Linked DNA regions of Mus musculus: all the other regions are linked to region 1. The links are chromatin contacts, called in public ChIA-PET, HiCAR-type, HiChIP or PLAC-seq and promoter capture Hi-C maps. All regions are on one chromosome and are shown on one strand. The core of a region is the stretch at or near the end of the contact, and the rest is flanking DNA. Distances in the headings are between cores, read along the strand shown.

The links. Promoter capture Hi-C pulls out the DNA fragments that hold promoters and counts their contacts. ChIA-PET counts read pairs in DNA pulled down with a chosen protein or histone mark. HiCAR-type assays count read pairs that join an accessible place to other places. HiChIP or PLAC-seq counts read pairs in DNA pulled down with a chosen protein or histone mark.
Region 2: a FOXA1 HiChIP or PLAC-seq map of pancreatic cancer cells shows a contact between it and region 1. The contact joins the promoter of Pcbp1 here to the promoter of Nfu1 in region 1. A contact is called at or near these places in 3 of 39 promoter capture datasets (liver, pre-B cells and stem cell-derived epiblast-like cells), 1 of 484 Hi-C or Micro-C datasets (embryonic stem cells), 3 of 115 datasets of contacts at active chromatin or transcription factors (cardiomyocytes, memory CD8 T cells and pancreatic cancer cells) and 2 of 9 other capture datasets (adipose tissue and pancreatic islet).
Region 3: an RNA polymerase II ChIA-PET map of memory CD8 T cells shows a contact between it and region 1, with 12 read pairs. The contact joins the enhancer-like site here to the promoter of Nfu1 in region 1. A contact is called at or near these places in 1 of 484 Hi-C or Micro-C datasets (pro-B cells), 2 of 115 datasets of contacts at active chromatin or transcription factors (memory CD8 T cells and pro-B cells) and 1 of 9 other capture datasets (pancreatic islet).
Region 4: a FOXA1 HiChIP or PLAC-seq map of pancreatic cancer cells shows a contact between it and region 1. The contact joins the promoter of Gkn3 here to the promoter of Nfu1 in region 1. A contact is called at or near these places in 11 of 39 promoter capture datasets (the 3T3-L1 cell line, 3T3-L1-derived adipocytes, the C10 cell line and 6 more), 2 of 115 datasets of contacts at active chromatin or transcription factors (astrocytes and pancreatic cancer cells) and 3 of 9 other capture datasets (adipose tissue, macrophages and pancreatic islet).
Region 5: a HiCAR-type map of embryonic stem cells shows a contact between it and region 1, with 2.9 times the contacts expected there. The contact joins the promoter of Snrnp27 here to the promoter of Nfu1 in region 1. A contact is called at or near these places in 4 of 39 promoter capture datasets (embryonic stem cells, hippocampal neurons, liver and 1 more), 5 of 115 datasets of contacts at active chromatin or transcription factors (the 230-238 cell line, astrocytes, embryonic forebrain and 2 more) and 4 of 9 other capture datasets (adipose tissue, embryonic stem cells, liver and 1 more).
Region 6: a contact with region 1 is called in a promoter capture Hi-C map of pre-B cells, with 4 times the contacts expected there. The contact joins the enhancer-like site here to the promoter of Nfu1 in region 1. A contact is called at or near these places in 5 of 39 promoter capture datasets (the C10 cell line, the HPC-7 cell line, cranial neural crest and 2 more), 2 of 484 Hi-C or Micro-C datasets (neural progenitor cells and uterus), 5 of 115 datasets of contacts at active chromatin or transcription factors (astrocytes, embryonic stem cells, memory CD8 T cells and 1 more) and 2 of 9 other capture datasets (adipose tissue and pancreatic islet).

The regions. Positions count from the first base shown.
Region 1 is chr6:87,006,632-87,011,784 of GRCm38.p6, reverse strand. Nfu1 (NFU1 iron-sulfur cluster scaffold) reads right to left here and starts at 1,949. Exons shown (of 8, transcript NM_020045.3): 1 at 1,826-1,949. The coding sequence starts at 1,884.
Region 2 is chr6:86,524,190-86,529,342 of GRCm38.p6, reverse strand. It overlaps Pcbp1 (poly(rC) binding protein 1), which reads left to right and starts at 3,154. Exons shown (of 1, transcript NM_011865.4): 1 at 3,154-4,863. The coding sequence starts at 3,428. The coding sequence ends at 4,498. 1600020E01Rik (RIKEN cDNA 1600020E01 gene) reads right to left here and starts at 2,013. Exons shown (of 5, transcript NR_037960.1): 1 at 1,910-2,013; 2 at 1,369-1,452. It overlaps Gm38676 (a long non-coding RNA gene), which reads right to left and starts at 579. Exons shown (of 2, transcript XR_869219.1): 1 at 1-579.
Region 3 is chr6:86,545,556-86,550,708 of GRCm38.p6, reverse strand. The region is part of intron 3 of 1600020E01Rik (RIKEN cDNA 1600020E01 gene); the gene reads right to left. Among named protein-coding and RNA genes, the nearest start is that of Gm38676, 19 kb to the right of the region's middle. Within about 2 kb of position 2,553, at least 143 of the 459 cell types and tissues checked have an H3K27ac peak or open chromatin away from gene starts, as enhancers often do. A contact at or near this core is called in memory CD8 T cells and pancreatic islet, where this site is marked.
Region 4 is chr6:87,386,413-87,391,565 of GRCm38.p6, reverse strand. Gkn3 (gastrokine 3) reads left to right here and starts at 2,631. Exons shown (of 6, transcript NM_026860.1): 1 at 2,631-2,772; 2 at 4,150-4,203; 3 at 4,381-4,515. The coding sequence starts at 2,731.
Region 5 is chr6:86,682,296-86,687,448 of GRCm38.p6, reverse strand. It overlaps Snrnp27 (small nuclear ribonucleoprotein 27 (U4/U6.U5)), which reads left to right and starts at 2,958. Exons shown (of 6, transcript NM_025665.2): 1 at 2,958-3,002; 2 at 4,473-4,593. The coding sequence starts at 2,969.
Region 6 is chr6:87,319,621-87,324,773 of GRCm38.p6, reverse strand. The region is part of intron 1 of Antxr1 (anthrax toxin receptor 1); the gene reads left to right. It overlaps Gm34090 (a long non-coding RNA gene), which reads left to right. Exons shown (of 2, transcript XR_001785289.1): 2 at 1-1,707. Among named protein-coding and RNA genes, the nearest start is that of Gm34090, 9.8 kb to the left of the region's middle. Within about 2 kb of position 1,978, at least 10 of the 459 cell types and tissues checked have an H3K27ac peak or open chromatin away from gene starts, as enhancers often do. A contact at or near this core is called in adipose tissue, where this site is marked.

The sequences.
Region 1 (5,153 bases), core at 700-3,199:
TTAGGATAAAGGACACCCGCTTCATCCCAACGATTCAAAGTCTAAAGTCTAATAGAACACATGCAATTGCCAAGAGCAGCCATCATTCTTTATACTTGCTGGGGAGGGAGCATTAGCCAGGCGTCGGACCTTCACTTCACTCTGATAGAGGAGCACTGACTGGCTATTCTCAAACCTTCATCCAATTAAAAAGGAATGGAGCTCGGAAAGTAACTCCGGCTAGAAAGGGAAATTATCTGAAAAGACTTGACTTGAGTTCCCCCCCTTTTTTTTTGTTTTTTTCTTTTTTTAATTTTGAGACTGGGTATCACTGTGTAGACCAGACTGGCCTTGAACACAGAGATCCACCTGCCTTAAGTGAATACTTAAAATTGTCCTCCAAGACCCTTTGTAGGAGCAAAACAGTCCAAGAGTAAAAACATCATGCCCCGGAGACCAGAACAGAGTAAAAACATCGGAGACCAGAACAGGAGCAAAACCAGCCCCTGAACACAGCTGGGAACTAAGTCACTCCCGGGCACCTTCCCAAAATACAAGACTCAGCTACTGTTCAAATTCCATGTTATAAAAATGCCCATGACAAGCAGGGCGTGGTGGCACACGCCTTTAATCTCAGCACTCGGGAGGCAGAGGCAGGCGGATTACTGAGTTCGAGGCCAGCCTGGTCTACAGAGTGAGTTCCAGGACAGTCAGGGCTACACAGAGAAACCCTGTCTCGAGAATCGAAAAAAAAAAAAATGCCGATGACAGAAATAGCTAATTAAATGTCATACCCAGGAGAAGACCCTTGGCAACCAGAGTCCCCAGTAAGTGTCTTGGATCCTGGGGTTTCCCCCGGCCTGATCTGCTGGATGGTGTACCTGCTTTGGTGCTGTGCCCTCTGGCTGCTTGCTCTCTTATGCTAGGACTATGTGCTGCATCCTTATTAGACGCACTCATTTGAAACAAAAGGCGTGCAGAGCATTGTAGATCACTCTCCCTAAGGAACACCTAGCAATAAGGGCCACACCAGGCCACACAGTGAGCGTTCAGTAAATGGTAGCTGTTATCACTACGTGGTAACTAGTAACTATTCTTTAAGTGAATGGAGTGGATACTCCAGGATTTGGAAACACCCTAATATTCCTTCAACCCTGGGAAAAAGCAGCAAGCGTGGATAAACCAGAAGTATACTCTGGCAGGAAGTTTTGAAGTCTAACCGATCTTGAGTAAAGTAACTGAAGGGGAGTCATCGAAAACAGGTGGGCAGGGGGTAACCCACAAAATCCTTCTGTTAATCTGCTATTTTTATGAGATACATTTAGGAGTTTTAAAACGGGGGTGGTGGGGTGGTGGAGGGTGTCTCATAAATAGTCTAACCTGGCCTTGAACTCCTGGTCTTCCTGCCTTCACCTTTCAAGTATTGGGATGACAGATGATGAGGGATTCTATGCTAGCCTGATGAAATGCATTTGAAACTTCAAGTTGGCATCAGCATTCTGTCAGGCCCCTTTCTATAGTTGTCACACTCGGGTCTGACAGATATCTGAGGGAGTGGCTCTAGAAGAGGAACAGGACGCACTCGCACAAGCCTGGGCGGTGGACTTCCTCGAGTCACTCACTTCTCTCCGAGCCGTGATCTCCCTGGAAAGGGAACGACAGGACACGACACAACCCCGGGACCGCTCTTCCCTTCGGAGCCACATTCCCGTGGGATTTACAAGGGACATCCGTGGAAGGTGGCTGGCCTCGGGCTCTGGAGCCAGGACAAGGGTCCCTCAGACGCCAGCTCCTGCCTGTGAGAAGGCAGCGACAGGGATCTGCTAGCCAGGGAGCCAACACCTACCGCCTGCACAGCCGGACTACACCGACCGCTGCTCCCCATGCCCGCTCGGCCGCCGCCATCACTTCAGTGCCAGTGCGCTTGCGCGGACCCGCCTCCTTCTTGTCTCCAAGTCCTACGCAGACTCAGGCCCTGCAGAGAGGGCGGTCCGGGGACGCCGGTTCCTTACAAGTTGAGGGCGGTGCTGCAGGTGGCCTTTCCGCCCTCCTTTTACTGAAAGTAGATTTTTTTCCCTCACATAATATATCCAGATTACAGTTTCCCTTCCCTCTATTTCCTCCAATTTCCCCACACTTCCCCTCCGAATTCACCCCCTTTCTGTCGCTCATTAGAAAACAAACAGGCTTCTAAGGGAATATATGATATATGATATAACAAAACCTAACACATCAGAATAGGACAAAACAAACAAGGAAAAGAGTTCAAGAAATGCATATAAGTGCAGAGACACACTTGTTCACATATGCAAGAGTCCCGTGAAAATACAAAGCTGGAATGTTGCGGTAAATCTCCAATCCAAATATGCCTCAGCAATGAAAACACAACACAGTTAATATGAATACATATGTGCACCTAGTTTGGACAGATCTACCGCTACACGACCATCTTCCACATCTATGAGACCCCTTAGAGCTTGCAGTTTCTCCAGGCCATGTGCTTCTGCTCCGCTTTTCTTCTTCCTCCTCCTCCTCCGCGTCCTCTCCTTCATCCATTTTCTCCTTCTTCTTTCTCCACCTTCCATTCCACCTTCCCTTTTATCTGCCCAATCATCAGCTCTCCTTTATTTTACAAATTAAGGTGGGAAGCAGGTTTACAGGAAATCACCTGAGCGCTGACTCATTCCTTGTTCAAAACCACACACAGGAAAACGGAATTAACATAAAATATAATTAGCCCCAGGGCTATCGACAACACTGGAAGCCATAATATATATGAAAAGGGACCTACAGGGCAAAGCGGGGAGGGAGGGATGAAGAAAGGGAAAGAGAGAAAAATTGTAAAATATATGTATACATAAAATAAAAAACAAAAACAATGTAATGTAAACAAAAATGTGTAATTAAATAAATATACAAACCCAAAGTCCTAGCTTAACATTATGTGACCAGGGACCTTCAAAGATGCCAGTGAGCTGGTTCTTTGTTGACCATTCTACAGCTGGACACGTGGCCTACACTTAGGAATAGTTTGTCCTCCACGGCGAGATGGCTCCATGGGTAAGCGCACTGACTGCTCTTCCCAAGGTCCTGAGTTCAATTCCCAGCAACCACGTGGTGGCTCACAACCACCTGTAATGAGATCTGAAGCCCTCTTCTGGTGCATCTGAAGTCAGCTACACTGTACTTATGTAGAATAATAAGTAAACGTTTGGGTCGGAGCAAGCAGGGACTGAGTGAGCAGAGTTGACCGGAACGAGTGGGCCGACCGGATGGAGCAGAGATACTAAAAATTCAATTCTCAGCAACCACATGAAGGCTCACAACCATCTGTACAGCTACAGTGTACTCACATACATAAAATAAATAAATAAAAGGAATAGTTTGTCCCCCACGGTGAGATTCCCATGGAGAAATCTAGATTTTCATTTGCAAGGGGTAATCAACTTGAGATGGCTCAGGAACGGAGACAGATGCCTGCTTCTTCTTTCAGCTCTAGGGCTGACCCCATCTGATGCCAAGCCTGCCTGTTTTCTTGGTGTTCTCCATCTCCTCTGCCTCTTACACCCTTTCAGCTTTGCAGGTTGCCTGAGAGAGTTGATGGAGAGGTCCTACTTAGGGCTGAGTGTTTCAAGGTCTGTCATTCTCTGCATATTGTTTGGCTGTTAGTGGAATGTTTAGAGTCATTTTTATTGCTATATTCTTTTAGTTCAACAGTAGTTCTTGGTTTTACCCTAGGTCCCTGGGCTATCGAGTCTCAGATTCTTAGTTACCTAAGCACTGTTAGGTATGTTCTGGAATGGACCTTCAGTCAAATCAGATATAGGCTGGTTACTCCCACAAGCTTTGTGCCACCATTGCACTAACATATCTCGCAGGCAGGACACCATTGTAGATCAAAGGGTTAGTGGCTGGGTTGGTGCTTACCGTTCTCCTTTGGCAGCATGCAGAGTATCTTCCTGTGTCAAAGATGCTAGCACGTAGGGATGAAGGCTCTAGGCACCAACTTGACTTCTCTATGTTCAGTGAGTTGTGTGGGCATTGTCTTCAGCAATAGGGCCTTCCAAGTTTGTGGAAAGCATTCTATCCTATAGTCTTGGCAACCACCTGGGTTGTTTGTGGGTTCCTGTGGGGCCCCTTTGGCCAAAAACTCAACTAGATGTAGCCCATTTGGGGTACTGGAAACTTCATTTGGTGACAAGAGATATCCAGCTGGGACTCTCCTATTATTTGGAGATTTCATTTCGATCGCCTTCATCTGTGTATATATTTTAGGAAGCTTCTACTCTATTAGGTTTCCATACAAGCTCAAATGGCTCTTGATTTTTAGCTCCCCCTCCTGTATCCCCTCCCTTGTTTCCCTCTCATCTTCCCCTCTCAACCTGATTCTCCTGTTCCAGAGATCCACCTGCCTTTGCCTCCCCAGTGCTGGGACTAATGGAGTGTGTCACCATGCCCTATAAGAGCACTGATATTTACAATATGTCCTATGTATTTTACAACTCAAATTATTCTGGCTTTAAGCTCGGAAGTTCTTCCAGGATAGATTTTGGGTCCCTCTTTGTTACTGTCTGGCACTAGTGGAAGATGCTTCTCCTGCCATCTTGTGTCTACTTCAGACCCTAGAATCCATGCTTCTCCTGAGAGACCTGACTCCCTTGAGAACAGTGTCTAGAAATCAGGGAGTTAGAGAGAACAATGCCTGCCACAGGTAGGACCAGAGTTTGGATCCTCAGCAACCTTGTCAAAAATAAGCTCACCTGTAAGCCCGGTGCTGAAGGAGGTAGAGATGAGAGGAGCTTGATGAATTCTCGACTTTCAGGTTCAGGGAGAGATTTGGTTAGTGTCTGTCAACTTGACTATATCTGGAATGAACTATAATCCAGAAATGGAGGGCACACCTGTGATCCAGACCTTGAGGCTGGAAGACACACACTTTTGATCCAGATCTTGAGGCACAGCGGCCATGAACAGTTTAGGCCCAGGCAAGGTGGTACATACTTTTAATCCCAGGAGACAGAGACAAGCAGATCTCTGAGTTCAAGGCCAGCCTAGGACAGAACAAGTTCCAAGTGAAGAACAGGTTAGTTCCAGGCATGGCGGTATACACCTTTAATCCTGTCCACACCTTCTTCTGGAAGCCTACATAAGGACAATGGGAAAAGGAAGGGCTC
Region 2 (5,153 bases), core at 1,905-4,404, 480 kb after region 1:
AGAGAAACTCTTTCTTGAAAAACAACAACAACAAAAAAACCCCCAAGTCTTCTTTTGCTTGCCATGTGTGGTGCTACACATCTTTATTCCCAGAACTTTGGAGAGGCAGAGACAGACAGATGAATCGCTCGGAGTTCAAAGCCAGCCTGGTCTGCAAAAGAAGTTCCAGGCTAGCCAGGGCTACATGGCGATACCCTGTCTTAAAACAAGACAACAAAAACCCAACCTAATTTTTAAATGTGAGCCTAATAAATAGCTATTTGCAGACTTCAGTACATGATTTTAGGAATTATGGGTAGAAATAGCTGACCTAATTGGGAGCTTGAGTCTATTCCTGAGAAGTACCCTCACCTTCTAGACCAGGTGAGTTTAATAAATTTAAACATACCTAACTATACACTCATTTCCATGAGTATTTAACAAATTTAAATGAAGGTTATAACCTCTCTGTAATTATAATTCCATACCACATGCATCTGTGCTGCTTTTACGAAAAAAGCTGATTTATGACCTACATTGAACTTAATTGAATACACTGAATAGTGAAGGCCGCATGGTTTGAGGAGTCACAAGTTATGATTTATCTAATATTCCTCCATGCTCTGTCAATATTTAAAGAGAAATAGATGATTGGAACCAGGTAAAGTAACTTATTTTATCTGCTTAAAGGACTGGGATGGAGAAACCAGAAATCCATCCACAAGCAACTGAGGAAAGCAAGTCTCTAGGGAACTGCTCGCTTGCTCCCTTGGAGCCAGGTGGAGGGAAATGGGCCTCAGATGAGGCCAGATGAACAGATACTGAACTTTTGGGCAAGCCTGAATCACATCCTCTTCCTGTCCTCATCCAGAGGCTTTGTAAAATAATATTTGAGCCTAAACAAATGTCACTAACACCAGGAATAAGTGAAGGCACGGAACATACAAACAGGTGCGGGGCGGGGGGGGGGGGGGGGGGGGGGGGGGTTCTGAGTGGCTCCTTTAGAAATGACAAGTTCACACAAGTCAGTTCTTTTCTTTCTCTTTTTTTTTTTGAAACAGGGTATCACTTTGTAGCCCCAGCTGGCCTCAAATTCTCAAAGATCTACCTGTTTCTGTTTCCCCAGTGATGGGATTAAAGGTGTTTCCTACCATGCCCTCAACATGCCAGTGGTGGCACATCCTGTCATTCCAGTGTTTGTGAAGTGAGACAGGAGGATCCAGAGCTCAGTGCCTCTGCACTGAAAAAAAAAAACCACACACACAAAACTGTGGCGTAGTGGTAGACAGCTTGGCTAAAAAGTTAGAGATCCTATGTCTGATAACCAGCTCAGCAAAATTAAATTCTAAAACTCTGATTCAAATAAAAAAATCTGCAAAAGGTGCTCACCAGTAGAGAAATCAGAAGATATAGGTTCCATCCTGTGTAACCTTGGGTCATTCACTTCATTCATCTCTCTGGGATTGTCTTGCTCTGTTGGGGAAAAGAAAGAGAAATAAATACCCACTTCATGGAATTTTCAATTAAAAAAAATATATATTGCATGGGATAAAATGTTTAGAATGGAATCTGCTGTGGCACACCCACACCCACAATCTGTTCCTCTTGACTGTAAAGGTGGAAAAGTGGACATAACTGTGAACTTTAGGATCACTGGACAGTTGAATAGTGAGACATTGCCATTCTATGGCTTATTAGGCATAACAATCTTAAATCAGTTACAGCACCACCTGTACAACATCTAGAAAAAAACTAGAAATTTTTTCTAGATGCTTGGGTACTTGGTTACATACTGTGCACACACGCGCGCACGCACACACACAGGCACACACCTGCCTGCCATTACTCAGTTTTTTAAAAATCCCGTGTCAGGCCTGCATTTTATTTATTCTCCTGCCCACCAAGGGAATTAACTTTCTTCCAAAAGCACCTCTTGCTGTTTCATCCTATGGGAAATTCTGAGACTGATGAAAGGCACATTCTAGAGCTTTCAGACCCGGCCCAATTTTTCGATGGCGACACGTGTCGCCATTTTGTTGGGAAACATGGCCGCCAGCCCTCCCCGCTCGGGGGTGGGGTGGCGGTGGGGTGAGGAACGCCACGCTGGTCCTTTCGGCCAAGTATTAAACAACACGTTCCTTCACACGACCTCCTCCAGGCTGACTATGGCGGCGGCACGAGGAGCCGGCAAAGAAAGCACAAGGCGCTCTCCAGCGTCTCGAGGGCCATTTCCCGGCGGGAGGCCTCGGTCAGGGCGACCTCCCAAGATGGCGGCGGCGCCCAGGCTTGGCCGCCTCCCGAAAGCGTGGTCCAGGCGGCGGGCGAGCCAGCGCGGACATGCGGGGGGCCATGCCGGCACGCCGTCAGTGCGCACCGCTCCTCTAAGGTCTCGGGAACTATCGTGGGACATAAAACACGAGGGCAGGAGGTAGCGCCTCCGAGGGCTTCCCTAACCGGAGCCGACCAAGTGCAAACAAAGCATTATGTAAGTGGACGCCATTCCAGCGGCCCCCGTTCCTAACGCCACTAGCCCGAGCGGCACTCGCCGGGGCGGGTGACTCTCGCTCGAGTCTCTCTGCGTCGCGGACGCAGCCGCCGGACGGAGGCCAAGGTGGGGGCTGGGACCAGGCGCCCGGACGCCGGGGACGAAGGGGCCCCACGTGCCCAGCAGAGCGCGTGCACAGCCGCCGGGCCGCGCCTCGCCTCGCCGCCCCTCCCCCCACGGAAGCCAACGCGGGCCGCTCGCGCCCCCCCTCGCTGCCGCGCATGCGCCCTGGTCCCCTCCCGCGCACGTTTTCGACCCGCGGCGGCCTAGCTCCCGCCTGCAGCGGCCTCCGCCGATGCCTGTATCGCTCCGCCATCGAATCCTTGGGCGGACCGGGAAACAATTATCTGTCCCCGGCACAAAACCAGTATATTTTCCCAGTCCCCTGCCGGAGCCGCTAGGGTTAACAAAACACGTGCTCCCTCTCAATCTCTGCCGGGTCCCCAGTTTTGCCCACGTTGTCCGTTTTCAACCCGACGGCGGTGCCACCGGGTTATTTTTCTCAAGGGTCGCGCGCGCTGGCGCAGTCTTGTGACCTAAAAAAGCCGGTCCTCTTTTTTTTCTCCTAGGGGTCCTGCGCGGAAAGCACTTCCGGGGTCAGAGGGTACGCGGGGTTGAAAGCGGGCTTCCCGCCCCGCCCAGACCGCCGAGGCTGCCGCCGGAGTCGCCACCGCCGCGCCCTCGCCCACCCGCCCGTCGACCGCTCCCGGTCCCGCTCGCCCCCGTCGCCGCCGCCGCCAGTCCTGCGACGCCGCCGCGGCCTCCCGCCCGCGCCCGCCCGCTCCTGCGGCCCCCCGCTCGCCTCGCGCCGGCAGTTCGGGCCTACTCCTCCCCTCCCCCGCCAGCCGCCCAGGACTTGACCACGTAACGAGCCCAACTCCCGAACGCCGCCCGCCGCTCGCCATGGACGCCGGTGTGACTGAAAGCGGACTCAACGTGACTCTCACCATTCGGCTGCTGATGCACGGAAAGGAAGTAGGCAGCATCATCGGGAAGAAAGGGGAGTCGGTGAAGAGGATCCGCGAGGAGAGCGGCGCGCGGATCAACATCTCGGAGGGGAACTGCCCGGAGAGGATCATCACGCTGACTGGGCCTACCAATGCCATCTTTAAGGCCTTCGCCATGATCATCGACAAGCTGGAGGAAGATATCAACAGCTCCATGACCAACAGTACGGCGGCCAGCAGGCCCCCGGTCACACTTCGGCTGGTCGTGCCCGCCACCCAGTGTGGCTCCCTGATCGGCAAGGGCGGCTGCAAGATCAAGGAGATCCGCGAGAGCACCGGGGCCCAGGTCCAGGTGGCGGGGGATATGCTGCCCAACTCGACCGAGCGGGCTATCACTATCGCCGGCGTGCCGCAGTCCGTCACCGAGTGTGTGAAGCAGATCTGCCTGGTCATGCTGGAGACGCTCTCCCAGTCTCCACAGGGGAGAGTCATGACCATCCCGTACCAGCCCATGCCGGCCAGCTCGCCAGTCATCTGCGCGGGCGGCCAAGATCGCTGCAGCGACGCGGCGGGCTACCCCCACGCCACCCACGACCTGGAGGGACCACCTCTAGACGCCTACTCGATTCAAGGACAACACACCATTTCTCCGCTGGATCTGGCCAAGCTGAACCAGGTGGCAAGACAACAGTCTCACTTTGCCATGATGCACGGCGGGACGGGATTCGCCGGAATTGACTCCAGCTCTCCAGAGGTGAAAGGCTATTGGGCAAGTTTGGATGCATCTACTCAAACCACCCATGAACTCACCATTCCAAATAACTTAATCGGCTGCATAATCGGGCGCCAAGGCGCCAACATCAATGAGATCCGCCAGATGTCCGGGGCCCAGATCAAAATTGCCAACCCGGTGGAAGGCTCTTCTGGAAGGCAGGTCACTATTACTGGCTCGGCTGCCAGTATTAGCCTGGCCCAGTATCTAATCAATGCCAGGCTTTCCTCTGAGAAGGGGATGGGGTGCAGCTAGAACAGCGTAGGTTCGCTCGTAACCCCCTTCCTGCTGTTTCCCATGATCCAACTGTGTAATTTCTGGTCGGTAATTCCAGGTTTTAAATAATTTGTAAGTGTTCAGTTTCTACACTTTATCATCCGCTAAGAATTTAAAGAAAAATCACATTCTCTGTTCAGCCGTTAATGCTGGGATCCATATTTAGTTTTATAAGCTTTTCCCTGTTTTTAGTTTCGTTTGGGTTTTTTTGGCTCATGGATTTTATTTTCTGTTTGTCGATAAGAAATGTAAGAGTGGAATGTTAATAAATTTCAGTTTAGTTCTGTAATGTCAAGAATTTAAGAATTAAACAAATGGATTGGTTAAAAATGCTTCGTATTTGAAAGCTGGGAATTCCTATCTTAAATTCTTCGGTTGCTGCTTTCTTTCCCTTCCCTGTTTTAAGTATGGGGTGCTTGGCGGCCAGGGGGAGAAGGGTGGCCCGCCCTTGTTCCTTGCAAGCTTTTCTTGCCTTATCGCTGAGATTCCCCTCCCTCTGCCCCAACAAAGGAACGGCAGGTTGGGCCTGCTTTGGGATGTTTACAAAAGATGGGTCTCTTCCTGGGAGTGACATATCCAACCTAGTTCCAGAGAGGCCTCTGCCTTTTTCTCTGGTGGAAGATACAGGTTTTTC
Region 3 (5,153 bases), core at 1,304-3,803, 460 kb after region 1:
ACATCACTCAGTGCTCCCTGACCACTATAAGCATTTTAAACAGCATTTAACCTAAGGAATTAGAAAACCAAGGCATAAGGCAGGGGCAACAAAGAAGGCAAATGTCTAGACTACTGAAGGTCAGTTCCAGTGCGTGCCTAGTGATCAGACCAGGAAGGGGAAGACAGCATGTCTAGTTGCTGCTGGGCTTCCATATCAGAGGATGGGGTACCAGAGAAGGAGCGCACTGTGCTTACTATGAATGCAAGATACCTGGGCTGGTGATGCAGTTCAGCGATAGAGCACTTGCCTAGCATGTGTGAGCACCTAAATTCAATCCCCAGCACTGAAAACAGAGAGAGAGAGACAGAGACAGAGACAGAGACAGAAAGAGAAACAGAGAGAGACAGAGAGACACAATAACCACCATTAAGTTCTCCCTGTGAACAACTGGAGACTGTAAATCACCCACGTGTAGGTGGTAACTGAAGCTGGCTGAAGGCTGAGATCAATAAACTCAGAAGAGAAAGCCAACATTTAAATCACAGTGAGCATCATCTAGAACAGAGAAACACTTTCTTGTCTCTCAATAGGAAAGTAGCTAAATAAAACACAGCACTATCCATTTTATGAAATGCTACACAGTGGCCACAAAGAATGAAATGACTATTTACTAACATGGGATACTGCCAAGGCCCAATTTTTGTTGTTTTATTTCGTTTTGTTTTTGAGACAGAGTCTAACCTGAAGCTTGCTACGATATAGATCAGACAGGCCTTGAACTTACAGATCTCCCTGTCTCTACCTTCCTGAGTGCTTGGACAAAAAAATGTACTCCACAGGGCTGGAGAGATGGCTCAGTGGTTAAGAGCACCTGAATTCTCTTCCAGGGGTCCTGAGTTCAATTCCCAGCAACCACATGGTGGCTCACAGCCATCTGTACTGAGATCTGATGCCCTCTTCTGGTGTGTCTGAAGACAGCCACAGTGTACTCATGTTAAGTAAATAAATAAATCTTTAAAAAAAATGTACTCCACAATAGTGGCTAAAGGCCCATTCTTGAGACAAAGTATCAGAATGGTATATAACATGTCATTTGTGGAGATAAACTTTAAAGACATAAAATAACTTTTAAGTGTTTTCTGGGTTTACACATTCCAAGGACACATTCTCTCCAGGGAACAGGAATAAGAGAAGGAGTCAGAAATTGCTACATTCCATATAAATTACTAACTACCAATCATCCTGGTGTTTGTGGTGCTAGGGATCAAGTGCTTCACCACTGAGCTACACTCTGTCCCCAAAGAGAATGAGCCAGGGAACAAGGCTACCCTCTCACCCAACATGGCCTTCATGGTTAAATATGGCTTTGCACCTGCCCACATCTGAACATATTAACATAGCCTCCCAATGCCATACTTTCTCCTGAACCTCTGTGCCCAGGCTTGTCTTGGATCTTTAACTGGGACCACTGAATGTGGAAGACAAAGGAAGACATGCCAGCATGCAGAACAAAAGCAGCTGCCATTGTTCCAGCAGAAATCCTAAAGGGAGGATGGTTCTATGCTGCTAAGAAATGAGCCTGGGGCAACCTAGTGAGGTCATGGGGTGAGCCAGTCTCACTAGACAGAGTTAAATGAAGAGTTATGTCCTGGTGAGACGTTTATGGTGAAGGGCAAGGACAGCAAAGCAGCAGAGAGAGGCCAGAGACTCAGACAGAAAGGAGGTGAGGAGGTATTATGGGGAGACAAGAAGCTGAGATAAAACCTTTTGCAGTAGCCAGGTGATGGTGGCACATGCCTTTAATCCCAGCACTCAGGAGGGAGGTGGATCTCTGTGAATTGGAGGCTAGCCTGGTCTGCAGAGAAACCCTGTCTCAAAAACAATAAAAAAAAACAAGAAGCTGGAGAGATAGCTCAGTGGTTAAGAACATTGACTGCTTTTCCAGAGTTTCTGAGTTCAATTCCCAGCAACCACATGGTGGCTCACAACCATCTGTAATGAAATCAGATGCCCTCTTCTGGTGTGTCTGAAGACAGCTACAGAGGAAAGAAAGGAAAGAAAGGAAGGAAGGAAAGAAAGGAAGGAAGGAAAGGAAGGAAGAAAGGAAGGAAGGAAGGAAGGAAGGAAGGAAGGAAGGAAGGAACGAACGAACGAAGGAACGAAGGAAGGGAAGAAAGAAAGAAAGAGAGAAAGAAAGAAAGAAAGAAAGAAAGAAAGAAAGAAAGAAAGAAAGAAAGACAAAAAACCCCAAACACCTTTTTTGTAATAAAGCATGATGGTATACACCTGTAATCCTAATACTAAAGGCTGAGGCAGGAAAATCAGGAATTCAAGGCGAGTCTGGGCTGGCTACAGTAGCTAAACCTGGGGTAGGGTGTTGGGGGTGGGAGACGTCCTCCTCTGGAAAGCAAGGCTGCGGTTGTGCAGCCCTCTGGCGACTGCACTCTTAACTTTCAGCTTCCTGAGCAAACATACTTGGTTGTTTTCCTGGTTACCCAAAGCAATGACACTGCTCAGTCCTTACCCAACAGCTGATTCACTACCACTTCTCAAACCACAGGCTCACTTACCAGCTGGCTCTAAGAAAAAACAAGTCGGTGTGAACTGTCAAAGTCCTCTTGGACCTGACCTTAGCCAGGAGAGCAGGTTTCATTTCAAAACTGAAAGGACTGAAGGACTGGGGAAATCCAAAGCGCGCAAAGACCAGGAACAGGTGGTTCCCATCAGAAGAGTCCCCAGCTGGAACGCAAACAGAAACTAGACCACTGATAAGACACGGTTTACAGTGTCTGTCTCCAAGCTCTGGCAGCTGATTAGGTTGTCAACTATTTACAGCAGGGCATAAACACACTTATCCCACTCCAGTCTACTCAATAACTCTTTTCTCCAAAGCTGAAGCAACTTTCTGGATTTATTGAGTTTGAGAATTACAGGGAGGATCCAATAACTGGGACATCAGGGCAAAGGGATCCAGAATCCTTCAAATGGGCCACATTTTGAGTATAAAGAGTTATTACTACCTCTTCCTGATTCCCCATTAATGGGTGGCAAAATTCCTGTCTCAGTAAAAACTTTTCAGTTTATTCCTAGTGACCATTTGCTGTGAAGTGACAATACCAGAGGACAGCTCAGCAGGAGTTGGGTTATATGCCTGAGGTTCCACTGTGGCTAGCTGTGACTCAAGACATGTCACTGCACTTTTCTGGGTTCAGTTTCAGTTTCCTCACCCGTAACATAAGAAGACTGGGAAACATCTGTACCAAGAAAAGTTTTAAGTTCTTAATTCAAGGCTACTTTTTAAAAAAGCACACCTCAGGGCTGAAGAGATGGCTCAGTGGTTAAGAGCACTGACTGTTCCCCCAGAGGTCCTGAGTTCAATTCCCAGCTCACAATCATCTGTAATGGAATCTGATGCCCTCTTCTGGTGTGTTGAAAGACAGGGACAGTGTATTTACATACATAAAATAAATCTGTTTTTTTTTAAGGCATACCTTACCACTCTATGAAAAAATTCAAGGCATAAATAAAATTCACAAGCTCCTAGCCATAATAGGCTGCTGCTTACAAAGGACTGAGGAAGGGCCAGTTTAGGCCACTGGCACATGCTGCATCACTAGGAACCCAGACGCCAGAAAGCTACTCTATAGACTGTGATCAATAGTAAAGAATACTGAACGCGGTGAAGACACTACTCACACAGGGCCCAAGTATGGTGAGATATGCAGATAATCCCAATACTTAGCAGGCTAAAGCAGAAAGATGTAAGCTCTGAGGTCAGATTACATAAGGAAGACTCTGTGCAGACCAAAAGATAGACACACACAAAGAAAAAGACATCAATAGCCCATGTTCACTACAGCACTGACAGCAACTGCATACTGCAAGCCAGGGCTCTCTGGTGGAATGCTTACCTAGCATCCATGAGGACCTGGGTCCTATCCCCAGCTCAAAGAGAAAGAAACAACATTGTTTTTAAAAGGAGAAAAGGAAAGAAAGTGGAACAGTCAGAGGGGGAACAAGGAAGAAAATGTAAACTATACTACAGAATACTTTTCAGTCAATTAAAAAAAAAAAAAAACGGTTTTAGCCGGGCGTGGTGGCGCACGCCTTTAATCCCAGCACTCGGGAGGCAGAGGCAGGCGGATTTCTGAGTTCGAGGCCAGCCTGGTCTACAGAGTGAGTTCCAGGACAGCCAGGGCTATACAGAGAAACCCTGTCTCAAAACAAAACAAAACAAAACCCCCCCAAAAAAAGGTTTTAAATCTGTCATTTGCAAGAGCATGACTGCAACAGGGGATCATTACATTAAATGATACAAGCTAGGATGAGAGTAAAGGCACTGTACAGTCTCCCCACACATGGAAGTAAGAAACAATAACCTCATAACAGCAAGAATGAAATGGTGGTCTGCAGCCAGAGAGAGAAAGAAATGAGAGGTGGAGAGGTTACAATTAGGAATACAGTTTTGGGGGCTGGAAAGATGGCTCAGCAGTTAAGAGCACTGACCGCTCTTCCAGAAGTCCTGAGTTCAAATCCCAGCAACCACATGGTGACTCACAACCATCTGTAATGAGTTCAGATGCCGTCTTTTGGTGTATCTGAAGACAGCTACAGTGTTCTCACATATAATAAATAAATAAAAATTTTTATAAAGGAATACAGTTTGGGCTATATTATATAAATAGAAAGACTACAAAGAGTGATAATATGCCCTATATTCTAGAAGCTAGAAGAGTTTGAAATTTTTCACACTACAAAGAAAAGATTAATGTCTGAGGAGATTGTGCTATTCAACCCAATTTGAACACAAGTATACACAATATGTGAAAACATCACATTGTCCTCCAGAAATTCACTTGCTTTCTGCTTTTTAGTTTAAATATTATTTTTTAAAATGTATTTTTCCATTAATGTATTTACTCACTTTATATCCCAATCACTGTCACCCCCCACTCCTGGTCCCTACCCCCAGTTCCTAAAATTTATTATTTATTGGGGGGGTGTGCTATGCCATGTATCAAAAGACAGTCTGTGGGAGTTGGTTCTCCTGCCACCCTCTAAGGCCCATGGATCCCTCTCTAAGCTACTTTGCCAGCCCTCCATTTAAGTGTTAATTTACACTCTTGGCCCTCTCCTATGAAAACCACTCAAAGAAATTTTCAAGTTAGTAT
Region 4 (5,153 bases), core at 1,382-3,881, 380 kb before region 1:
CTGCCCAGATAGCTCTAGGGTTTGCCACACCAAACCAAACCAAACCAAACCAAACCAAACCAAACCAAACCAAACAAAACCAAACCAAACAAAACTAACCATGACATATGGATAATGCGTCGTGCATAAAATCCACTTATTCAGCCATTTAGCATATGAATTCCCGAATATCTCCTCTGGTGCTGCAGTTTTACCAGAAAACACAACAAAATTTCTAATTTATGAACTTGGCAGTTGAGTGGCATAGGTGTCCAATTTAATGCCCTGGTCACACAACTATACAAACAAATGAAACCCAATGGAAACATGCACACAAGGGTTACAGGCAAGGAGCTACGCTTACAAGGAAGACATTTGCCTGGGAGTGAGGCAAGCCTAGAGATTGGGGGTGGGGGCGTATAGTATCCAAACATAAATCAGAGAAGGCAGAAAAGGATGAAATTAGGGTGTCCAGTCATGAACAGGGGGCCTAGTCAGCAAAGCCAGGGCGGCCCATGGGCAAGACGGAAGGCCAGATGTGCTCAGTGTATGTGATAGACTAGAAAGTGTCTGAAGGCAGAGGCAAGGGGCAGCAGTAGCCAAGTCATACTGAGGACCAGAAGAGCTTGAGGCATGTTGAAAAATCATATGTAAACTCAAAAGGAGGTACTTTCTAAACGTCATCTCAGTGAACGTGTTGCTCAGTAAGAGGCCAAGGTTGAACAGATTTGGCCACTCCTCCTGACACATGGTTAGTGGCCTTTGCAAAACTGAATGTGGATAGATTATTTAGTCACCAGCTGAACCACCATTATTTAAAGTAGCAGTCCAATGCTCTTATTTTAACTCCAGTTGCCTGAGGTCTTTTATTGTTAAAAATATCATAGCTTCTTTTCATCAGTCAACAGAGACTCCATTTAGTAGGGAGTGAAACCCCAGACTGGTCTCACTGAACATCCGAGGAGAAAGTTGAATGACTGCTAGAGCCCCCTCGTGATGGATACTGGTGAAGGGCAGGGGTTGCTGCCTCTGCAAGGCTTTCTGATTCCCTGAGGCCATTTCTCTGCATCTCTTTACGGACTGGAGTCTCCTTCCTGTCTGGAGCCCTAGCTAGGTGTCCTCTCATAGATCTTTCCAGAATGGAAGCTCATTTGGGATCACCTGCTGGTTCTCCCTCTAGGACATAGCTGCCTGTAGTTTGGTTTCTCTGCTCCTTAGCATAAGAGGAGGGGTACCTAGCTGCCCATTGAATGGCTTCTGCTCCCCACTTGAAGAGAGACTCCAACGAAATTAGTTGTTCACACAGTAACCCTTAAACACAGAAGACCTTGGGTGGTGGCATAGAATTAGAACCTTTGCCCTTTTTGATCTGCAGCTGAATATAAATTAACTCTAAAGGACATTGTGGTTGGAAGGAAATACATACAGTTTGATCCTTTGAAGTCCAGAAATTCGAACTCACATTTTAGCTGTGCAGTCATAGTACTGGCTAGTGCAGAGGTAGGAGTTGAATGTGATTGGCACCATTAATCTGTCTTCATTTGCAAAATGGTTAACAGCGCAGTTCCTCCCAACCCACACCACTGGCACTACAAAGCTGAAATCATGACTGTGGTATTGGCCTATAAGTTCTATTTATAAGGCACATATAAACACATGTAGTTATATTTCCTTGTAATCTTCTGTAATCTGTTTTGCTGACACAGTGGTGGCTGAGTATGTGGGCCGTGTGTTGTTTTTTATAAAGTATCAGGAACACTGCAGATGGGATTATGGTGTTATCTCAACCCTGAGTGACCTGGCAGTTTCCAAAGCCTAGCTATTTGCTCTTCCCATAGCCAAATTGCACCGAGCCCAGTCAGGGCTGAGCTGCCTGCCTGCCTTCCTTGCTCTGATCACGTTGATGCCCAGGGTCATCTCTGTAATCCTCCTCTTGAAAGAAATGTCTGACTCTAGGGAATTGAATTTCATCCAGACGTCTGGGGCGCCACCAATCAGAGCTTGAAAAAACAAGTGTGTGAAAGCCCTTGAATTGGTGCTACTGTGTGAGGGTCAGAGTTCCTCATGTCTCAGTAGTTCTGCAGCAAGTCAAAGGTTTTGTTTGGTTTGGTTTGGTTTGATTTGGTAGAAAAACTACCCTGAAATGAAGAGGCAAACCAGAAAATCCACATTAGTGGGACCAAGCATCAGAGAGTTCACTGGGACCTGAGCTACGTCAGACAGAGAGGGCATTGAAGAAATGAATAGAGATGAAGTTGGTGGAGGCAGAGGGTGCAGAGCAAACTGTGTGATCTGTGTTTGGATGAGGAAGGGACAAGACTGTTTGCCAATCAATAATCTTGTAAATCAGTTTGTCTCTTGGGTTTTATGAGGTTTCTTCGACCCGCTCTCACTGTTAGGAAAAGAATACTTTTCAGAAATCAAGAAGTTCAAGTGTGATCCCCTTGATTTTGTATCAGCAGCTTATAAGTCCTTACACAGTGGCTCTGGGGTCAGGAGTACACGAGCCACAAAGACCTATTCTTATCCAGTGTTTGCCTTGGAACCTGCCGAGCTATTGAGAGAAAGAAAAACACTCGGATCTAGTAAAAGGAAATGATAACCGTAATTACATAACTAGCTTTCCCCCTAATGGTTTCTGGATCGTAGATAACCAGTCCCTGAGCCCCTTATCATAGTGAGACCTGAGAGGCTGAAGTCTATATAAACTAGACTTGGGAAATGAACGGATCATAGAAAATTGTATTATGCATGCCGTTGCATTCGCTGGAGAGAGACAACATGAGACGCCTTGTGAGTACATCTTTAACTTTGAATGTGGAGCATATATATATCCCAGTCAGACCAGCCAAGGAGGTCTGGATCCTCCCTGCCCCAGGAACTGTTCAAATCAACCCAGGCAGAATTTTCAAACGATGATTGGGTGTGCAATCTTCTGTTGGCACTTCTGTTTTGGAGAATCTGAAGGAAGGGTGTCCTCTAATGGAATCAATAACTAATTTCTTAAAAGTCAAGACTCTTTGGAGGCCAGGTAGATACTCATATGCTGGAGTCTTGTCTGCAGTGGTTTTCCGTATTTACAAATTGCCAGTGGGGAATAGCTTAGATGCATGTGGGGCCAGCTGGGATAGAGTGCTTTTTGTCCCTCTGGCTTTTTTAAGACAAGGCCTCATTCTGTAGTCCAGGCTACTTTGACTCGCTGTGGCTTGTCTCAGACTTTCCAAATCCTCCATCTAAGTCTCCTGGGTGCTGGCATTCAAGGCAGGCACGACCACATCCAGCTTTCACTAAAGCAGCTTCACCCTCTGCAGCTCTGTGTCTATGGCAGCTGCGCTGCACTGCACTGTGGTGATGATAACACTGTAGAATAGCCGCTTCCTTTGACTTTCAGGGGCCCCGTTTGTTACTGAAGCCAGATGCCGACTTTTCATGGATGTTAAGAGAAGGGAGGACCCTGCCAGTCCCACTTGTCATGATGGGTGCACTTGAGCTGGGCCAGCCTCAAGTACACAAGAAACTATGGCTAGCTTAACCCAGCCCCCTATTCTTTTATTAATGTCTGCTGCAGAAAACTCCCTTGATGGGCAGAGCACACCACATAGAGGAACTGAACAACTTAAATATTTTAAGGCCTAGGTACATTCTAACATAATTTCCCCCAAAATAGTATGCAAATAACAGTGAGTAGCTTTCTTCTTAGGCAAGGTAAGAGAATTCAGAGGAAAGGAAGCCTGGAGGGTGTCAGTTTCCAGGGGGGATGGAGGGTGGGCAGAGGCGGAATAGGGCTGACTGTGAGATTTGGGGTTTGGATCAAGAGCTGGAGTAGAGGATGTGCCCAGCCCTGGAAGTAGAGAGGTAGCACAAAAAGGAAGAGTGGGAGGCCTGAGCTATAGTGGTCCAGGCTGATCCTACCCTGTCAGGTTGGCTAAATCTATCCCAGTGATTGACAGTAGAAGCCACATAGGAGTGTCCTTGAGTGACTGACAAAACCTTGCCTCCTGAGCAGCAGGCACACCCTGTGTGAACACAGTAAGCTATAGTGTCCTGACACACCTGGGAACTCTGCAGGGATGGAGGGAGGTGAAAGCTGTGGACCCCAGCAAGGCAGCCCTGGAGTCTAAGCTCATCAGAGGCCAAGGACTAAGCACAGTGACCTTTGTTCCATTTCAGATTGCGCCTTCCATTCTTGTGACTGTCTTTCTAGTTCCAGCTCTGGCGCTGACGGTGAGTATGGTGGAGAGGGTCCAGTCTACCTATGTCTTTTAGCAGAAACATTTCAAAGATAATACCCAGGGGTATTATTCCTGTAGTTTCTCATGGATTCCCCCTTAACCCTGCACAGGATGAGCAGATAGACACTTGGGGCCACTGGCTTTACTCATTGTTGATTGCTCCTTCTAGAACACTAGCGACAGTTATCCTCTGGATGGCTCTGTGGGGACCCAGACCATCCATGTCGATGCCCTCAGAGGTGTGGTCAGCATCCGAGACAACAGCGTTCAGAGTGAATGGGATGGAGTCATGGACTACAAGAACGTAAGATGTGAAACGCACTTATTACAAGGACAAGAGAGCTCTTAGGTCTGCTCCAAATGGAAGCCTTTTCACTGTCTTCCTCAGGGACTGGGGTGTGCTATAGAAGTTGGTTTGTCTTCTAATGTTGACTTCTAAAGGAATGCGGCTATGAATCACCACCTCCTTCAGTAACGAGGCCCCTTAGGATGACACATAACCAGGAAGAGTAACCCTGTGACTTAGCCGAACTCTTTAATAAAATCTTCTGTGACCGCGGAGAATATTTTTCTGTTTAGCGTGCCTCGGTTGCCAAATCTGCAAAACAACTCCAGCAGCTGCCTCTCCTACCTAGTGGGACTTTAAAGGATGGAACGAAGTCACCACCCAGCCTCCCCACTCAGCCCTTTGCCACCCAGGTCCTCCTCACTCTGTCACATTCTCTCCAGCACACTGGAAGACTCAGAATAGACACAAGGTGTCCTCTCCACTCTCCCCGCGTCCGCTAGGTTATCTTCCCCTAACGCCTTCTCTCTCTTCACCTCCCTGACTCTTAACTTCCCAAGGAGATTCCCTGAATCCTCCCGGACTACAGATTGCCTCTAATGGATGCTATGAGAAGCCAAGTAAAAAAAAAAAATTCCTCAGGGAAACATTCCACA
Region 5 (5,153 bases), core at 1,709-4,208, 330 kb after region 1:
AAACAGCACATCAGACCCTCCTGGGTTGCTGAGAGCAGCTGCCCGTCTGGACATCCTTACTTCCATAGGCTCAGAAGACGAGGACCTGGCATGGTTGGTGGTCTGTTGATGGACAAAACCATTCTTTTTCCATCTCAGAAATCTATCCCTGTGAATTCTGATACTGGGTTCCAGTAGTGGTTGAGAACATAGTACTGTAATTTGGCTTCCTTTCAGTATTCCCTGTTTAAGCCAACATGTGCCCTGAGGCCATCCTTAGTCTCCTTAGGACAAGCTCCTGGGTGCCTGTGATTCATACATTCCCTCCCTGTCTTTATTTCTGATCCTTTCCCCAGGTCATGTGTTCTGTCTGCATTTAACCAAATGCCTGCCCCAAATATCTACTTGGTTGTTCATCATACTTTTTCTGATTCATTCTCTCTCTCTCTCTCTCTCTCTCTCTCTCTCTCTCTCTCTCTCTCTCTCTCTCTCTCTCTCTCTGGTGTGTGTGTGTGTGTGTGTGTGTGTGTGTGTGTGTGTGTGTGTATGATCTTTTTAAAAAATGTTAGCATGTTAACAGGTATCCATGCACATATTTGATTCTAAACTTGGTGTGCATGTGTTTGAAACAAGATCTCACTATGTATCTTCTAGCTGGCCTCACATTGGTATGTAGACAGGCTGGTCTGGAGGATGCAGAAGCCCACTTGTTACTGCCTCTAGAGTGCAGGATGGAAAGCATTTGACCTCTTGCCTGGCTTGTGTTGATCGTAGAGGTTGGGCTTTCTCACAAGCTGACGTGTAATCATGTTCTCAGAGGGGAATAAATGCACACAGAAGGAGCTCCACTGAATTAATAAGGTGGCTCTTAGGGGCAAGATAGTGTCCCATGTTACTCCTTGGCACAAGAGCCCTCAAGTAATAAAGGAAGCACCCTTTCATTGTCTTCTATGTGGACAGCATCATGTTATGAATGTTGCAAACAGACAAACCCTTACTCTCTCAGTAAGCATTGCCAACAGGTAGGTAGGTATGTATGTAGGTAGGTAGGTAGGTAGGTAGGTAGGTAGGTAGGTAGGTGTGTGTATGGTGTGTGTGTGTGTGATATGTGTGTGGGGGTGTGGTGTGTGTGATATCTGTGTGTGTTTGATGTGTGTGTGTAATGGCTAAGCAGGTAAAAGTGCTAGGCACCATGCCTGTACGTGCCTCTGTGTGTGTGAACAAAGTTGTATTCATGTCACAGTGCAATAGCACAGTAGGTAATCTCAACTCTCGGGAATATTATTCCCAGAAACCCTCCTGTAAGATCAAATTCGGCTCAGTGGCCTTGTATCCCTCTCTAACACACTGGATACTATCCATGATATGAAAACAGCCTGTCATCTGCTTCCATGATGAAGATGGCAAGCCTCTTGGCAGAGCCCACATGATCCCTCCTTCACCCCAGTGCTGCAGTTGTGCAGGATCCAACATTCAGCAGGCATTCACAAATGTCTGTTACACTAACTTCATCGTACTTTCCAGCCACTTTTGAAAATTTGAAGAGGCTGTGCTAAGTGTTTTCATTACCTAAGATCCAAAGCCTGGCAAGGGGAGGTGGGAAGAAGGGGGCATATGTCTCTGATCACCCATAGCCCCCATGTCACTTTGCTGTCTTCTCACACCTCTAATACAGTGCTCTGGCTTCCTCAAATCCCCCTCTTGCACTGTGGACAGTGACTTCAGCTGTCCATAGTGGTTATCCAAGATTATCCCTAAAACTTCCTTATAAGTGACAGGAGATTCCCAGTGCTCTCCTACGGCTTGACACATAATCTCAAAAATATGGAAGTCAGGCCGCATGGTGGAAATTCTAGTTTAGTTGGGATCAGGTATAAAAGAGGCTGTACAAAAGTCTATTTATTTACCTTTTTTTTTTTTTCCTTAACATGATGACTAGTGGACCAAGTGTTTTCAAACTAAAACTAGCCTCTTCTGCCTCTTCCTAAGTTTTTGTTCTAGAAGCCTGTCCTCAGCTGTTGCCCGTCAAAGGCTGGCAAGAGCACTGGTTCCATCAGTAGAGGCTGCAGCCTTTCCCACTCGCTGTATACATGTTTTACTGCAAGAAGCCGCGTTCTTGTGTGTGTGCGCGAGCGCGCGGCTCATAAAGCCTTTCATTTTGAAGGTTACGGCAACATTTGGGAGGTTCCCTTCGGGAGTAGGATGGAGCCTTTTACTTACAAAAAACAGTAGTTGGGGCTGAAGAGATGGGAGAATGCAGTGGGTTTGCTGCTCACTTTCTCAGTGCCTACTGTCAGGTTCTCAATGGCCAGTTGCATGGAATACAAGGGACACCCACATACATACAAAAATAAAACGAACTCTCTCAAACCGCCATAGTAGTTTAGGGTGCAATCCCAGTGCTGTCACTTGCGCCAACATAAAGCTGACTTAAGAATTAAATGCAAAAGTCAAAAACAGCTCATGCCGATTAGAATTCGTGTGGCCTGACGTTGTAAGACACTCTTTCAATCCCAGCACTTGGGAGGCAGAAGTAGGCTGATCTCTGAGTTCGAGGCCAGCCTGGTCTACAGAGTTCCAGGACAGCCAGAGCTACACAGAGAAACCCTGTCTCGAAAAACCACAACAAGAAAGGATTGGTGTGATGTATTTTATACGTGTAGAGGAACGCTGGGAAAACAAGAGAGAACTGTGCTGGGTGGAGCGATACACAGGTGAGTTCTCCAGCAGGACAAAGGGGTAAATCGCGACAAGATTTAAAAAGAAATCTCAACTTGAAGAAGCGGAATTAGCGCCCAGTTCTTCCAGGAACTTCAGGCCCTGGGGCGACTTCCAGGGCAAGACTTAAGTCATCTGTTTGCTGGAGCCGCCGGAACCCTCGCCACGCGCTCTGCTAGTTTCCAGCCGGCCTGCAAAAATCAACTTCCAGCTGCTCCGGAAGTTGTGGGGTTGTTTCCGGGGCGGTCGGAGGAGGAGGAGGAGGACTCCGATGGGTCGAAGTCGTAGCCGCTCCCCGCGTAGGGGTGAGTCCAGAAAGTCTCACGGCTAGGGACGGTGTCAGGTGCTACCCACGACCTTAACCTCGAAGGCCCGGGAGAGTGCGGGACGGGGCGAGGCCGGGACCTGCTCTCCTCAGCCCTGCCCTGAACTAGAGTTCCACAGTCCCTTCGCTTAGCTCCTGGGGGACCGTGCATACATCATAAGTCAGCCTGCCTTTCTCTGTCCAGTCCCCGTAACCATCGTAGGTAACTTTACCGTGAAGGATTGGTGTGAGAATTAACGTCACCCTCCATAACATTCAACCTGCCTTGGCTCACAGATGCTTTCTAAATGTCGGTGCCCTGCCTGGGTCTTTAGTTGGAAGTGTTTAGAATTTGAGACCGCATATCCTAATGTCTTCTGTACATAAGACAGAGAGCATAGGACTGAGGCCGTGTAAGGTGGGACTTTGGGGAAACTCAGAGGATATCTGTATCCTCAGCCATGTTAAGGGATTAGAATTAGTCTCTAGTTGTTTAGAACAAGGCTCACCTTCAACTAATACTCAATTATCTTACTAGGCAACCAGGGCCTCAAGCAAATTGAGCCTTCGAAGTGCAGTAAATGTCCAATAGATTGGTTTTCCTTTGGGAAATACCTATTGTGTAGCATTATGCCTTACTTTGGCCAGTTTACTAATTAGTACAAGACATGGTAGAGCAAACAAGGGGGCGGGGATAGCCTCATACACAGCCATGCTTTCAGAAAACACAGAACTTTGTTTTAAAAATACGATTCTGACTGAAAAGATAATCTAATTGGATATTAGGCTATTGTATAAACGGTCGAAATATGGGTGATTTTAAAATACACCACATTGTTTGACTTTAAAGTAATTTAAGTGATGTTATGTGTTGAAATGTTAGTAGGGGTGTGTGTGTGTGAGAGAGAGAGAGAGAGATCAAGAGAACTGAACTTAGTGCCTCACAGATGCATGGCAAACAGGGCCTTACCATAACAGGGGTTGGTCTTGAATGATTGCTTTTTCTGCCTCCACTTCCCCAGTCCTGGTGTTACAGGTGTGTGCCACTATGCACAAGAATTACTTCTTGGTTTGTTTGTTTGTTTGTTTAGGTTTTTCAAGACAGGGTTTCTCTGTGTAGCCCTGGCTGTCCTGGAGCTCACTCTGTAGATCAGGCTGGCCTTGAATTCAGAAATCCTCCTGCCTCTGCCTCCCAAGTGCTGGGATTAAAGGCGTGTGCCACCGCTGCCCAGCATTTGTTTTTTTAAGACAGGGTTTCTCTGTCACTTAGCAGTGCCTATTCTAGAGCTCGTGGACTGGCCTGGAACTCACTGAGAAGGGCCTGCCTCTTCCCTGAGTACCATGCTCAGCTGACTTTTTTGTTTTTTTAACTGTTCATTGTGACTACTAGTAGTGGCTTGCATTATACTTCATTATGACAGCTCTAGGTGTTCAAATTAACCTTTAGCTCTGCTATTTTTGTGTTTGTTAGAACGTAGGCGGTCCCGGTCCACATCTCGGGATCGAGAAAGAAGACGCCGAGAAAGGTCCAGGTCCAGGGAGAGAGATCGCAGAAGGAGCCGCTCAAGATCTCCACACCGAAGACGCTCCAGGTGAGTGTAGACAGAAAATTAAACAAAACAAAGAAAGAAAAACTGAGAAACTTGTCTACAAGGATGCGGAGAACAAAGAGCCCAGGAGATGCCCTTGACTTTGCCTTTATCACTTAGAAGGGACTCTGGTTTTATGAAATGGCAGAGTTTAATCACACAGTATTCTAAAGCTAGCATTACTCATGGCAAATAGTTTAATTACAGTGTATCAGAGCATAGTCTTTTAAAAGATGTTAGTCTTATTTTCTGTGTGTGGGTGTTTAGCCTTTATATATGTCTGTACCTGGTGCATCAGAAACAAGTTTCAGACTGTTGCGAGCTGTGCTGTAGGTCCTAGAGCCCATTTCCTGTGGAAGAGCAGCCAGTGCTTTTAACCTCTAAGCCAATCTTCTAGCCCTAGGGAATTGTCTATAAGAGCAACAGGAATGATGAATGAAATCCCCTTAGAAAGGTATTTGGTAAAGAAATTTAAGTATGTGCTCAGCAACAGGTGACCCACAGGGACTGACGAACTCTTCAAAGACATCAGTAGGCATTTAGAAGTGTGTGTGTGTGTGTGT
Region 6 (5,153 bases), core at 729-3,228, 310 kb before region 1:
TGGTTGGTTTGGTTTGGTTTGGTTTGGTTTGGTTTGGGTTTTGTTTTTTGACACACATCTAATCTTGACACTGACTTCCCTAAGCCCCACCTCTCAGACACACTCTGAACAGAGTAAAGCTCTCTCATGACCAAGTGTGAATGCTTTGGTAAAATACCAGGGACTTTTACTGCCGTAGTCACCATGTAGTCCCCAGGTTCCATTTCTTACCACATCCTATACCTTTTAACCTTACAATGAAATGGCTGTGGGTTCCACAGCTAAGTCACACCCTTCAGCTGCGGAGCGGTTATCCACTCTATCTCCACCTAAGTCATGCCCACTTATCTTAAGGCATTAGCTGTGGGCTTCATATACACTCCCCCAAATAATTAAGAACCTCCACCCCTCTGCATTGCATCTTGACTTAAAAATCTTTCTCTTGTTTAGAGTCTCTCAAGCCCAAACAAATCCTGCCCTCTGACAGCAGCGGTGTGGTCCAGAACATATATGGAAAGGAAGCATGCTTAGTGTTTGTCAGGAAACCTCTCTACCCACACTTTATCTTTTCCATTGCCCTCCAGTGCTCATTGGCGGACAACCCCACTAGAGTACAAAGGGCCTCCAGGGATGGCAAAGTTTATGAGCAGCATCTTGATCCATCTGCTGTCACCCCTCCCATAAAAACAAGTACATCTTCACAGATGACGCTGGAAAGCAGTTAAGAAGAGAGTGTGCCAATCCCAGTTGGAGCCATAGCACTCCAGCAGTCAAACAACAAACAGGGCAAAGTGAGATACATCACTGAGCACTTGTGGGATGCTAGGGATCCTTGTTACCAAGGTGACCAAACATCCTGGCTTGCCCAGGAGAGGCCTGGTGTGGTTTTTGCTGTCCTAGTATAATTAATAGCTTCCTCTTTGTCTCTCAAAACTGGCTCCATTTGGCTTTTCAATTTTAGGGTGATTGTGATTGTTAACTGTCATCAAAGAGAGAACAGATTAAAGACAAACTGTAACTGATCTTCTACCTTCTGTTCTGTTAAAGTGGGCAACAGTCAGCCCTTTAAATGACCCAATTTTAAGCCTTACCCAGGAGCCCCACTCCATTATTTCCATATCAATATATGGAAATTCTGCTATCCTCAACTGTGTTAAGTTCCTCACCATGAACTGCAATTGTCCATTTCCTAACCCCACCATGGGGAGGCAGTATTGCATAGCCATCATGAGCATGGGGTTAAATGCTAAGGTCTTAGGGTTTGGAGCAAAATCATGGTCCAGGAAATGTACAGATCACTGAGTAGGGCAGAGATAGCGGAGCTGGCCACACTCAGAGTGCTAACTTTAATGGCAGTGAATCCCAAGCACAGCGCCTGCTGCTTAGTAAATACTCAGTACAGGAGGAATCTTAGTTATTAGCCTGTCAATTCCAAAAAGCAGACCAGGTATGTGTGGCTGACTGACTGACTGAATGATATTTTGTAAAGAAGCTCGAGAAGATGAAGACAGAGAAGATGTTTAAAAAGAAACAAAGGCATCAAGGCCGGGAGAAGATCCAGCGGTGCTCATTGTCCAGCCTGACAGCCTAACATTAAGAATGATTTTGTTCCTTGGGACTCGTGGTAGGGTAGAACCAGCTCCTGCAAGCTGTCTGCTGATCTCCACTCTTGCACTGTGGCACATGTGTGCTCCCTCAGAGAAGCAAATGTAATACTTTAAAAAAAAAGAAAAAAGAAAGGAAGACATGAATGGCTCTTAGAAGTGTTATCTGGGGGCATCATAAGAGCAAAAGCTAAAAGGTATCGATCTGATGAACTCAATGAAATTCGAGAAAGGGAAGAAAGCTTGTGACTTCAGGAAAGGAAGCCAAATACAGACAGCTTCACCCCACCCTGTCTCGCCATCACCGAGATGTGCCCCATTCTCCCACCAGAGGTCTTGGGAGGTGACTAGAGAGCCTACATCACAGCCAAGGGATGGTGACACACAAAGCTAGTAGGAAATTAATAGGAGAAACAGGGCAGATGGGCGGAGTGTGAAAGAGGTCAGCCAGGGTCTGTTTTCAAGCCTGTTGCCAAGTTTAAGGGAAAAAAATTAGAAAAATACTTTCAAGGAGCTTCTTGAACAAAGCAGGAAATAAATTTGAAGTAAGAAGTAGTGAAGAATGGGACCTGGTTGGACAAGACTCCCTTGGAGGCTACATGCCTCATTGTGCTATCCCTGCGCAGAGCACCTGTGCAGGAGAGCGGGGGGCAGACATACCACAGGGGAAATAACCCGGGCATCTTTAAGACTATGGTCCTATCCAGCATGGACTCCAGGGAAATGCGAGGCTTTTGGCTTTGATTATGTGGCTGCAATAGGGTCCCAAAAGGAGGCCAGATAGAGCATGAGGGAGCCTTGGGTAGAGACCAAGAAAACAAGAGAGAATGCAGGAGTGGTGTGAATATGTCCAGAACCAACCAACAAACCTTGCTAGGATGGATTTTTTTCTTGTATCAACAGTGAAGGTCAAGAGGCAAGTCCACCCTCAATTCTCCCTAGCCTGACAGACGTTGTTCACATTAGCCCATCAAGACCAATCACATTCCCTGTGTTAACTTCTTGGAGGAGCTTGAAAGCTTAAGAGGATACACACAGTCAAACTGGTGTACAGTCGTTTGTTTTACTTTGGAGTTCAGCTACACTTCCTGTTCAAGGATGAAGATGGGGCCTAAAGATTTTTTTGACACCTTAAGATAAGCGATTAAATAAAATCGCTGAGGCAAAAGTAGGAAGTGAACGTTGGTTAGCTCCATCTGACAAAGAAAATAAAACAAGAACTTGTGAAACGGGAGGTAAAATATGAAGTGGAAAGCAAGGGACCTAGGACGATAAAGTATAAAGCAAGGCAGTAGTTAGAGGCACTCAGGAAGTAGTGAGAGGCAGAGTTGGCCATGTAGACAGTGACACTGTAAAGGCGTGGTGGGAAGTCATAGTTCCAAAAGAAGATAGATGCAGTTAGGGGAAGATGCTAAGGGTGACAGCAATGGTCACCCAGAGCGCCACATGCTCCTCAGTGCTGATGTGCAGCCTGGACAGGTCATTTAAAGACACTAGAAGACAACTCTTCTACTTAAAGAAAGCCTGAAAATATGGATTGGATAGGTCCCTCAACTAAGAATCAAAACTCAATATTTATTGGATGAATCTAATACCTAGACTTTTTTTCTAGTTAGAAATTAATTTTCAAGACAAAAAAAAAGAAGAAGAAGAAAGAAAACACATGCTACCTACAAGGGCTTTGAAACATTCAGTGCAAAAAATGTGATTGCTAAAATGCATCTTTTATAATGGATAAAACCATTTTGTTGCTGTCACTTGTAACTGAAGAAAACATCAAAGCATTTTCAGATAGCTACAGATTGTTCTAGAAAGGGGAGTGGTTCCTTGTTGTTGTTGTTATTGTTGTTGTTTTTAATGAAAATCATCCAAAGCATGAATCAAGATTTACAGAAACATTTAAACTGTGATGTTTGTTGCGTAAAAGGAGTGTTTCTGGTGGTGGGGTGTATAGCTGTGATTGTAGCTCTCAGAAGGCTGTGCCAGGAGGATGGAGAATTCTAGGCCCGTCTGGGCTGTACAGCCAGACGCAAACAGCCAGACCCAACTAACAAACTAAACAATAAGTAACAGCACAGCTGCTGAAACCTTTTAAGGAAACAAGCGTCTCGCTGATATTTTCAATGTCCAGTCGATAACTGCACTGACAAACAAGAACCGTCTATGAGAAAGAAAATGTGAAGTCTTCCAGTGAGAAGCTTATACCCCGCTAAATATTAAAGTCCTTGGAAATAATGCCCACATTGCTGAGAAGCGCCCAAAGTAGGGTCAGCTCATCTAAAGAAAGCTGGAGAAACTCTTCCAAGAACAGGAAGTATTCAGAGACTAAAAATGTGAGGGAGAAGCTTAGACTGCTAACAGTGCACCCACTGTGTGTGTGTGTGTGTGTGTGTGTGTGTGTGTGTGAGAGAGAGAGAGAGAGAGAGAGAGAGAGAGAGAGAGAGAGAGAGAGAGAGATAAATTTCTAGGAAGAGGAAACATTTATGAAGGGCACAAAAATAAGTAAATAAATACGACAGAAGATGATTTCCCTGAGCTAAAGAGAGATCGGCTGCTTCTGTCTAAATGAATCACCAAGCACCTCTGCCAAATTAATTTTTAAATGGCTCTCAAATTACATGATCTTAGAAAATTCTTAAAACATATGAGTAAGTAGAAAATTCTATGTTCTTCAAAAAAAAAAAGATTTCTTTACTCCCCCTCAAAAGTAAGACTCAGAATGGCATTATATTTTTTATTCTGCAACATTGATTGCTCTAAAAAAAAAAAACCTCAGTAATTATAGATCTTGAATAAATGTGCCTTTTAAATCCCTCACCTAGCCTCGGACATGCCAATTTCAAAATATGTGCCATCTGTGGGCCCTACTAAAAAGATTATGTGAAAAGATTGGTACCAAAATGGAAAATACACTTAAAACAAGATGTAAAAACAAAAACTCACAGAGAGAAGTATGTAATGGCCCTAACAAGGTTGTCAATATGATTATGGAGCAAAAGTTAAGACTTGGTTGATTTTTTATAGGAGAAAACACACTGTTGTGTAAAATAACCAAAATTTCCCTTAATGCATTTACTTAAGCTAGAAAATGCTGTTAGCTTCTTGCTCCACCCTCTTCCTCCCAGACCCACCTGCTGGGTCATGGGTGATCTAAAACACCCTGGATTTTGATGATAATCACCTCCTGTTATAGGTCCTCCCCCCACACCCCTACCCCCAAGTTCCCTTCAGGAGAGATGTCCTACCTTTCAGACACTGCATTTCCTGAGGCCGACTGGGAGAGAGGGGTCCTTTGGTTCTGGACACACTGGCTCATGCAGTCTGTCCTGTCCTCAAGGGCTGGGAGGTTTCTGTACTAAACTCTCACCGAAGCAGGCAAGAATGGAGACCTTCTCAGTCTGTTTAGGAGGCGACCCACCCGACGTATCAACTGAAGGCAGAATGATCATGGACAAAACTTCCTGCAAAATTTGAATGCACACCTTGAGTTCTAAATTTCAAAAAGCAACAAAATAACAGTGTGGTAAACTAATAGGATCCCGAGCCCTAATAAAGCCATGGGCAGCATGG